2 separate regions of the Mus musculus genome follow, and region 2 is linked to region 1. The links are chromatin contacts, called in public Hi-C maps. All regions are on one chromosome and are shown on one strand. The core of a region is the stretch at or near the end of the contact, and the rest is flanking DNA. Distances in the headings are between cores, read along the strand shown. Region 1 has its middle 22 kb from the start of 4930505A04Rik. Region 2 overlaps Psme4 (proteasome (prosome, macropain) activator subunit 4).

Evidence for each region. A called contact is a pair of places that touch in the nucleus more often than the background predicts.
Region 2: a Hi-C map of embryonic stem cells shows a contact between it and region 1, with 2.0 times the contacts expected there. The contact joins two enhancer-like sites. A contact is called at or near these places in 4 of 484 Hi-C or Micro-C datasets (the HPC-7 cell line and embryonic stem cells) and 1 of 115 datasets of contacts at active chromatin or transcription factors (embryonic stem cells).

Annotation. Positions count from the first base shown.
Region 1 is chr11:30,490,495-30,496,285 of GRCm38.p6, reverse strand. No RefSeq gene overlaps it. Among named protein-coding and RNA genes, the nearest start is that of 4930505A04Rik, 22 kb to the right of the region's middle. Within about 2 kb of position 4,150, at least 7 of the 459 cell types and tissues checked have an H3K27ac peak or open chromatin away from gene starts, as enhancers often do. A contact at or near this core is called in embryonic stem cells, where this site is marked.
Region 2 is chr11:30,789,906-30,795,141 of GRCm38.p6, reverse strand. It overlaps Psme4 (proteasome (prosome, macropain) activator subunit 4), which reads right to left. Exons shown (of 47, transcript NM_134013.3): 2 at 3,910-4,050; 3 at 3,104-3,220. Among named protein-coding and RNA genes, the nearest start is that of Psme4, 21 kb to the right of the region's middle. Within about 2 kb of position 2,276, at least 7 of the 459 cell types and tissues checked have an H3K27ac peak or open chromatin away from gene starts, as enhancers often do. A contact at or near this core is called in embryonic stem cells, where this site is marked.

The DNA of each region.
Region 1 (5,791 bases), core at 2,901-5,400:
CAAGCTCAGCAGATGGTCTATTCTTCTAAGTTCCCGTAGGAAGCTGCCCAAGTAACCAGGGCAGATGATTCCACCTAGATCGTTAAGGTCCATTGTGGCAAGCACTTAAGGTCTATACAGCCTGCAAAAAGAAAACCAAAAAACCCAAAAAACTGCTTAAGGCTGGGGAGGGCACATATATACATTATTTAAATATTGTAATAAGAAAAGTTTTGTCAGAATTAGACATTTTATAAACGTAAAAATTTCTAAGGGAAAGATACTTAATTCAGTGACTGTCAACTGGTGCCTCAACACTCCTCATATCCACACTCTCTATCCCTTAAGCAACCAGAATCCTGAGCAGTATGACTGACAGAAGAATTGAAATAATGTTTATGTATTCATATAAAAGTTTCTACCCTTAAAAAGAAACTTAGTCAATGGGCTGTAGCCATAGCATTAGCTCAGCACTTAGTACTCCTGAAGAAGATCTAGTTTCAGCTCTCAACCCACACATGGCAACTCACAATTAGCTGTACCTTCAGTTCCAGGGATATATGGACAGGACACTCAAATACATAAACCAAGGAAAGCTCAGTAGGACTTTGGTAACAGGAGGAAAAATGGTAATGAGTGGATCTTACCTAACAGGGAATAACCAAGAACTGAGAAAGAATGCTTCTATTATGGGCATTAGGTGCCTAATCATAAGGGTTTCAATAAACTCAAAGTTCACCTAAAACTGGATCTCAAGATCAGAGAAGGTCTTGTCACTGGACAGATACACAGCAAAGGAGAGAACTAGCAAGAGTGGAGAAGCCAGGCAACAATGTCCATTAATTTGATTTTGTTGGAATCTGCTGACCATTATGGCTTTTTAAAGTTATTCTACTTTTGACACTAATGACATCATTTCCTTCTTTCCTCAGTCTAAATCCTCCCATGTATCCCCTTGCTCACCTTTTTAAACCTATGACCTCTTTTTTTTTATTAATTGATATTCCACAAAATACATTATGATTTTTTGGGGAAGTATATGTGACCAATATGGTATATATTTTATGTTTCCCCCATGACAGCAGATACAGGTATCAAAGATGTTCACTTCTCCAAAAAAGGAAGATTCCTCATAACTGTAACTCATTCAAGGAACAAATGCAGAGAGCAAGTGAGTCATGAGACCTGCATTCTGGGCCCAGCCCAAAACTAGTTAGCAATGTCCTGGGATCCTTAGCTGCAGAGTCCAGAAGTTACATATTTACCAAATGCAGGTAAACCAGGGGACAACCCAGGGGTGATAAGAGATATTCACAGAAGTCCTATGCCAAAGATATGTACAGGTTGGTACTTGGTCCCTGGGCTGATAAAACCAGAGCAGCACCACTTCTCATCCTATCCACATGTTAGGATTGCTCCTGACATCTTGTAAGCCAATCCTGGGCCTAGGGGTAAAGCTCAGGTAGAACACTTGCCCAGCCGGGCGGTGGTGGTGCACGCCTTTAATCCCAGCACTTGGGAGGCAGAGGCAGGTGGATTTCTGAGTTCGAGGCCAGCCTGGTCTACAAAGTGAGTTCCAGGACAGCCAGGGCTACACAGAGAAACCCTGTCTCAAAAAACTAAAAAAAAAAAAAAAAAAAAAAAGGAACAAAAGAACACTTGCCCAGCATGTGTGGGCCTGAACCCCATCTCCAGTACTTCAGAGAAGCAAACAAAACCAAAAACAAGACACCTGAAGTGGGAATTTCTGGTTTTGTTGGAGACTCAGTTGTGTCATGGGATATTTTTCTGGAAACTGTCTCATGAGAAGATGTTTTGCTGAGGCAGACACATGAAAGAATGTTTTGCTGAGAACAGACGCATGTGGTGTTCTTCTGGAAACTGCCTGGTGAAAGGGCATTTGATGTTTGGAAAGAGCATAAGTATAACCCAACAGACATTCTTGCATTGGTTCACCTTGCCACTCTTTGCTGGTCATGATTGGGCTTCCCTGATGCTGGTCTTTGGGGATGATACTCTTGCATTGTTTGTCATGACTTTGTGGAGAGAAACACACCAAAGAACTTCTGGTTATTCTGGCTAGTTCTTGCCACTTCCGTGGACTTGTGAGAATCAGTGGAGCCTCTTGGTTTCTTCTGGATCGAGCTGCTGCTACTGATTCATGTTTGCTCAGTATACTAGACTGCCATTGATGATTCCTGTTTGGTGTTTTGCTAGTGTACTGGCCTGCTGACAAGAATGATTGAAATAGCCCCCAAAATACTATTTCAAAACAGGTCCACAACCTCTGTTTCCTATTAACGATTCTTTACCCCTACCTCTTGGGGGTGGGGGGTGGCTAAAAGGGAGGTTCAAGCATTAAAGAACCAAAATTAAAATCAGTTTTGAAAAATCTTAGCCTCCAGACACCTGGGCTTAGTAACATGGGTGTTTTCTGAGTTTTCCTTCTGTCAGACTGGCATGGTATGTAAACTGAACCATAGTCATTTGCATCAAGAACACACAATACAAAAAGCACTGTGCCAACAAATTCTTATGTCTTATGGTAGCCGCCATAAAGACTCATGCCCCCAAGGTTGTTTTTCTGTTCTCTTATTTCTGTTTTTATTTTAACAAAGGTGGAAATTATGTAAAAAGAAATACAAATATGTAATTAGTAGTTAATTTTTAAATATTTTAAATGTTAATTTAAATGTTTTTAAATGTCATAGTGATTCCTAATATTTAGAATCCTGGATAGAAGGTAACTTTTCCTTAATTAACTCACAGGTCTTGGTGAGGAATATTGATTTTTTTTTCTGTCTGTTTTATTCCACACACATGCTAGGTAAGCTTTCTACCACTAGCCATACATCTGGCTTTGGTTTGTGATTGAGAATAAAACCAAGTTCTGATAATTTTATTAAATTAAAATGTAAATATCTGGTTCTTAAATGAGCTTACCAGCAGATGGGAAGTGGTTTACTTTCCACTTTTCAGGGAATCTAGATTACCCTTTCTCCTCTGCTAGGAAAAAAAATCAGAGTGCATTCGTGGTTGGATGTCCCAGATGCATCTTTTATCTTCAAAGTACATGTTTATTTCCAATTTCCCTCATAGATTCTGAAAGTATCAACAAATGCAGTCTTTCTCCCTTTCTTCCTTTCCTCTCATCATTTGTCAAAAATGTTAGATGTTGTTGGGAGGAAGATTAGAAGGTTCAGCAGATCCACTGTCTTAAAGATGGAATTTCTATTTCAGACTATTTTAAAAAGTGAGAATTACCATTATTTTACTCTGCAAGGACAAAGGCAACATTTCTAGGAAGTTTTTTACAGATCAATCTGGATGAAGAACATGCATACAAAACTCTATTAAGAAATCTGCACAGAGAGTATATTGTGTGCTAATTCTTTGGGAATGTAGTGTAGATATCAACACTACAGAAGGGAAACACTAAAGCAAAAGTATCTATGTGCTGGGCATGGTGGAGCATGCCTTTAATCCCAGCACTTGGGAGGCAGAGGCAGGTGGATTTCTGAGTTTGAGACAAGCCTGGTCTATAGAGTGAGTCCCGGGACAGCCAGGGCTACACAGAGAAACCCTGTCTCGAAAAACCAAAAAAAAAAAAAAAAAAAAAAAAAAGTATCTTTGTGAGAGATGATTTTTCAAGGAAGTAATAGAAGAATCAGCTATTTCTTTACTGATCCTAAGCACCACCGTTTGATCACCTAAATCACAGCACCCAAGTGCCACGGACCGGGCCTAGTCAGACCCCCTCAATCCGTGGGAATCAGAGGTTCCAGCAGGTGGACATGGAGTCGGCGAGAAGGGGGTGACAAAGAGACAGGACACAAGGGAGTGTGGCTCTGAATGTATTTTGTCCAAACGAACACCAGACTTGTAATACAGAAGAAAAACAAGAAAAGCCAGGCGAACACACCTGCCAAGTTACATTGACACAAAACAAACAAAAAAAAAAGAATGCATATATAAAATTATGGCAGGGAACCAGGTCGTGTTTACCACTTAAAATGGAGCCAGTGAATGCTCTGATGCAAAGCTAGTCTATTGTTAAACCCACCACCAGGGGTTCTTTAGTAAATACCTGATGATGCTATTCCTCTGGGCCTAGAGAAGAAACCTGTACCAGGGGAATTCCCTTTCCACCAACTCTTTCATGGGACAGCCCACCTATTTGTTAGGCCATTGTGTATTCCTGTGTTTGGGTGAAACTCAAACTATTGTCCTAAGTTATCACTATGCAGACCAGCCCTGAGCTTTTCTAGCTCTGTTCTTTGTAATGCTTATTTAGTTTCAATGTCTCTACTAGAAGTGAATTTGAATGTTACTGGATAGGTAATTTTCTTACTGAATTCCAAGCTCCAAGTTGGTTCAAGGGCTGTCTGGGACATTGATGAAAACCAGAGAGTAAAATTTAACCTGATTAAGTACTTGTAAAATCATTTCTTGGAAGTACCTATAATACAAGAAAGCACTCAGATCCATACATCAGGCTAACTCAGAGACAGGGTTTGAGCATATGGGCTATGGGAATGCCAAGGTTCCAGGAGGCATAGTTTCCTTGAAACTCTTTCACTTGTGACTGCTTTTAGGCCCTTAGGCCTACCAAGAAGACTGCACTGTAGTGATGTAGCACCCAAGGAGGAAGACACAATGGTTATATAATGGGTGATCCTTTGTGAAAGCATGGCATTCAGGCAAAGAAAAGAGCTTCAGTGGCAGAGTGTAGGAGAAACTGTATTGAAGGATATTGGCAACAGAAATAGAAGTAAAGAAAAGCAATGGGTTCTTGTTGCAAAACAAGGACAGTGGTTATGTCCAGACTATAGGGAGTGGGTTTTGTCCAGAACAGGTACACAGAAAGCCTTACCCATCCCTGCCTTCTAGGAGCTTCCACTTCTTCACTAAAGTTGTGGGTTCATAAACACCCACTTTGTAATTATTTGTATTCCCTACTCAGTTTTTTCTAGCCATGAAGTCTGAACAAAATCACTCCTCCACTACTTTTAATCAAACTAATAAGCCTCCCCTGACAACCCCCTCTCCTGGTTTCTTTTTCTGGTTCTCCTCTCTCTCCTCAGTGATAGATTGCCCATCAACCCTCGATGATGCCTACTTTCAGCCTACCAGCAGCCTCCTCCTACTTCCTCCTGCTCTGCCATGGTGCCACCTTTACTTCCCCCTGACTGGCCCACAGGCAGATAAGATCCACCAAATTAATGCCATCTACCCATTTTGGGCTGAGGCAGTCTCTAACTAGAACCCTGAGTGAGGCTACAATTCTTGGGGCATTTTCACTAGAGATCAATTTATAACTTACCTCCTGGCCAGTCTCTGTAAGGCTGTCCTAAAAGTAGTTAACTGTCCTTAAAAATATCCAAAAAGTCATCCAAGGAAAACATGAAAACCTGCCTCAATCTCTAGATTACCTTACAAAGGCCCTCTGGATCCCGAGACTCCAGATGGGAAACAAGTCCTTTTGACCTATTCTCCCAGAGTTTCCATAATATTAGGGCCAAAATTAAATGTCTGGATAAAGGAACCCTTAAATGTCTAGAGAAAGGCCACAGGCAGAACTCCTAGCTGTGGTCTTTATGGTATACTATGAGAAAGATGAAAAAAAGCCCCCAAACAAAAATATCTGATGCTAACAAAGGCCTTTTGACTGGTCAAGGAAGCTGTCCATGTTCCTTGGACTGCCAAAGCCTGAGAACCTCTGGTTCCTTATTTCAAATCTGGAAAGAGGATCACTGGACCTGAATCTGTCCAAGCCTGTGTAAGCCACCTCATCCAAGATGCCATCAGGAGG
Region 2 (5,236 bases), core at 1,027-3,526, 300 kb before region 1:
TTTTATTTTATGAGTGTTTGGTCTACAGTATATGTGTGCATAGTGCCCAAAGAGGCCAGAAGAGGGTCATATTCCCCAAAGGCAGTTGTAAAACATTGTGAACTGCCATGTGGAATCAAATTCAAGTCTTCTGTAGGAGCAGTCAGTGATCTTAACTACCTTGCCATCTTTCCTGTCCTTATATTTGTTTGCATAAAATGTTTGATCTTTTCTTTTTACAATCCAAACAAATTTATGTTAAATAGGTCTGGTTTTGTTTTGTTTTGTTGGGTTTTTGTTCGGATTTCTCTGTGTAGTCTTGGCTATCCTGATCTAACTTTGTAGATTTACAGAGACCCACCTGCCTCTGCCTCCAGAATACTGGGATTAAAGGTGTGTAGCACCATGCCTAGCTTAAGGTAATTTTGTTTTAATGACATCTGCGTGTTTGAAACTGTTTTATAATAATTCTCTTTTAAAGTTAAAGTGGTACTTATATATTAATGATTTTAAGGTTATTATTCTTGTGGATGTGTGCATGATGTGGGAGTAGGATATGCACCATGAGTGCATGAAGAGGTCACAGACACTCTGTGGAGTCAGTTCAATTGTTCCAGACATTAGACCTTCGGAACAAGCACCTTTCCCTGCTGACCCAAGTGGCCTCCCCAAAAGTACTGTTTGTATGTATTTATTTTTGTCACTGAGTATAGAGAATGAATATGGATGGTATTTAGTACTAGAAATTGAGCCGGGGGCCTTGCAAATGCTAAGCACACTTTCAATAAGAAATTATACTCTTATCCTTTTTTGGTTTGGTTTGCTTGCTCTCTTAAACTTTTCTGTAACCTTCCCTTAGTTGTCTAGGTACTGTATTAGTCACAGTATACTTGTTTTTTCTGTGTCAATTTTGTTTTGTTTTACAGGATTTTGTTTTATGTGCACTGGTGTTTTACCTGCATATATGTCTGTGTGAGGGTGTCGAATTCCCTGGAGCTGGAGCTATAGTCATTTGTCAGCTGCCATGTGGGTGCTGGGAATTGAACTCAGGTCCTCTGGAAGAGCAGACAGTGCTCTTAACCACTGAGCCATCTTCCCAGCCCTTATCAAGAATTTTTAAGAAGTCTATTTGTACACAGTACCGTTCAGTTTCATATGAATTTCAGTTTGCCCATGGTTGGAAGTTTCCTAATTGTAAGATAAGAAACCTCAAGGACAACATGATTCATGACTACATATACCACTTGCCCAAAATCCAACTAAGGGCTAAGTTCACAACTGCCTGTAATCATTTTTCACTGCTCCATTTATACACTTTCATTCTTCACCACTAAATCTATAATCTAAAAACCTTTAAAAAATCTGCCATTTGCAGTCACATGCAAGAAGTTCAGACTGTTGACCTAGGCCTTAGATTTGAGGCAATATCAACATGTCTAAGAAAGTGAAAGAAATCACACCAGTGTTTAAAATTTTGACTTATGAAAGAGAAAAGTTAATACAGACACATAAACAATGTTCTTCAGGAAATCAGTAAATAAGTGATCTCACTTGGGGTTGTAACTGAAAACAGTTAATAAAACCTAAAGAACAAGTGGCGTATTTATGCCAACAATCCCAGTACTTAGATGCAGAGGCAACTGGATTATAAGGCCAAGGCTAGTCTGGGCTACCAAGAATCTGAAGCTTAGCTACCTAACAAGAGCTTGCTTTTAAGAATTAACTTTTAAGCCAGATGGTGGTGCCGCACACCTCTGATCACAGCACCTGACAGGCAGAGGCAGGCAGATCTCTGTGAGTAGAATATAGCCCAGTCTACAGAAGTAGTTCCAGGATAGCCAAGGCTACATGAAGAAACCCTGTCTTAAAAAAAAAAAACCAAAAAACAAATAATTTTTAATTTCTAAAAAGTAAACTTTAATTACATATCTTAAGCCAAATTTGCAAAGAGCATGGATACTAAAACATTGGAGGAAAAGTAATCACAGTAGACAAAACCATGTACGTGAAGATGATACTTAGTCTGCGATGACTGCCTAGCAGCACAGAGTGACAAATGATCATGTTATACTTTGCACATTTAAAATAAATACAACAAAAATTTTCAACATTAGGTCTTCAATAATCATGATGTACATGCAAGGAACCAATAATCAGCAAGACAGCCATAGTTCTAAATGTTACAAGGAAATGACAAAAACCAAGGACTGGCATTTGAACAGCTTCTATCCTAAGTGTAGTTAATTAGTAACACCGAGACTTTGTCCGGGCATGTGAAGACGCAGCACTTGGAGGACGAGCAGAGGACCACTCATGCATGTTTGTTCTGTATGGGGTGGACGGACCCACCATTCCTCTACTTGTGTAGAGTGCCCTGGGAAAGACGGAAGGCCCTTACTTAAAACATTTACATTACTTAATGAAGTAAAGTACATAAAATGCCAGTTTGGCGTGTGGGGATTGTTTTGTGGAATGATGGCTCAGTGATTAAGAGCATTTGCATCTCTTACAGATGACCCACGTTCAATTCCTAGAACCCACACGGCGGCTTACAACCACCTGCAGCTGCTCCAATTCCAAGACTCAATGCATTCTGCTGTCCTCCAAAGTAGGCTAAACACATGTAGTGCACATGAACTCACACAATCACACACAAATGAAAAAAAGTAACTTTTTAAGAAGAAAAAAAGAATGGCAGATATCCACTGCATCTAATAACAAAAGAATGACTGAAGTATGGTAAGGATGACTGTTGAGATGTCTCAGTGAAAAAGCTTTGAAAAAAAATACAGAATCAAATAGCTTCAAAAGGGTAAAAGTCAAAGTCAAGTTACATAGAAATGAGCACAGTAAAATATGAATTTGCACTGGGCACAGTAGTATCACTAGGGAGGCAAAGGTAGGAGAATCTTGGTGAGTTTAAGGACAACCTGGTCTACATACATGGTGGGTTCCAGAACAGCCAGAGTTATGGCAAGAGAGCTTGTCTCAGACAATAAATAAATAAATAATAAACAAACAAAACAAGGGCAAAGCATTTGCTTACTTAACCCATTATTTCCCCATTGTATTCACTCTCCTAAAGCACAGGGGCCAGGCCTCAAAGAAGCACTTTAATACTTACTTAGGAAATGAATTTAATCTCAGGTGCTCTGTCTTGGAATATAATATTCTTTCTACCAAGTCATAAAGTGGTCTCCAAGGTAACTCTAAATCATCTCTTGAAAGAAGTTCCTTTTTTCTAATTAAAAAAAGAAAAGAAATATATGCAAACATTTATACAGATGCATGGTTACCGAGTATATACACAAAGAGGACAGGTAATCACAGTGTGGGTGTTTTGCCTGTCACTGGTAGAATGAGCACTAAGGAAAAACTTGTGCTTCTCAACACCAAGCACAATTAATTTAAAAAAGCATTTAAACTTGTGCCACCATTACTGGAGAGGAATTTCATACTTTTACATTTTTTGAGGATTTATTTCTGTGTGTGAGAGTTTTGCCTGTGTGTGTGTGTATGTACACACTATGCACACCTGGTACTCTCAACAATCAAAGAAGGCAAGGGATAGCCTAGACATGGAATTATGGATAACTGTGATCTGGCATGTGGATTCTGGGTCCTTTGCTAGAGCACTAAATGTTATCTCTCTGGCGCTCAAGTTTCCTGTTTTGGTACACCATATGTGTAGTTTCTACCCTTTGCTGGGTACAAGAATAGTTTATACCCCATGGAGCAAACAATAAGCATATATAAAAACCTAACCACCTATAATTGAACATGTACAACTAAAAGCTTCACAGAGAAAATAAATTTTTAAATCAAAACATACAGTTAAACTATGGGAAACTATTCTCAAAACTGATTCTCATTCACTAACACTTAAAAAAAAAACAAAATCTCTCCAGGAATAACAGAAAATAGACTTACTTTAACAAGTTGATCAAGAGACGGGCAAATCCCTGCATCATGCTGATTTCTAGTTTTGGAATTGATACCAGCTCATACAGTAACTTAATAAAAAGAACATGATCTTCTTTGCTAAATTTTCTCCCATAAAGTCGGATATAACTGCAAAAGGAAAACAAAGCTGTTAAAAATTAATCTATTCAATCGTGTTCCTTACTATGTTGTCCATACTAACTAAGCTGATGTTCCATGGTATAATAAATGGGAAAACACACACACACACACACACACACACACACACACGATAAAATCCATCCATTGTGCTCAGCCTATTTTAAAAAAATCAAATAAATAAGTGTAAAAATTTATAAAGAAAATCCTGTAATGTGCTATATATAACATGGACAACCTGCCAGACATGGTAGTGCATATCTACAATACCAGCACTCGGGAAGTGATAAAAGAGGATCAGGAGTTCAAGGCCAGTTTGGATTACATGAGACCCTTCAAAAAAGAACTCCTCAGTGTGAAATGTCAAGAAAGTAAATTTATAATGTACAGATTTAAAAGAAAAAAGGAAAAAAAAAGCCTATCATGAATGTGATGGACCTTAACTTCTAAATACTACTAAGAATTTTATATTTATACAAAATAATTATTCTGTACTTTAATCAACATATTATCAAGCATTTAATAATAAAGCCAAATTAGAACACTGTTGTCTTATCAGATCACATCCCCAGCATTGGAAGTAAATTTAAGGCCTGACACATTCTACCACTAAGCTGTATCTCCAATACCCCTACCATTTGTGGTACCCCCATAATCCCAGCAGTAAAAGGATAGGTAATATTAAAAGTTCATACCCAGTCTGATTTACACAGTGGGTTTCAGACCAGTCAAGGCTGCATAGTGATACCCACTCTCCAAAGAACTAAATAAAAATAAACTGACAGTTTATCTCAAAAGTATATTCAATTTTTAACTTAGAAAAAGCTTTGGCAATAAGCAAGCTTAAGACTAATAATGAGTGTTCACATCTCTTGCTCCCTCCTTTAGGCAGGGTCCCACTATATAGCCCTAGCTGGCCTGGAACTCACCATGTAGATCAGACTGGCTTCAAACTCACAAGAGATTCACTAAATGAGTCAGTTATGTTCTAAGTTGTTTGGGGTTTTTTTTTTAATTTATTTATTTTATGTATATGAGTACACTGTCACTGTTTTCAGACACACCAGAAGAGGGCAATGCATCCCATTACAGATGGTTGTGAGCCACCATGTGGTTGCTGGGAATTGAACTCAGGACCTCTGGAAAAGCAGTCAGTGCTCTTAACTGCTGATCTTTC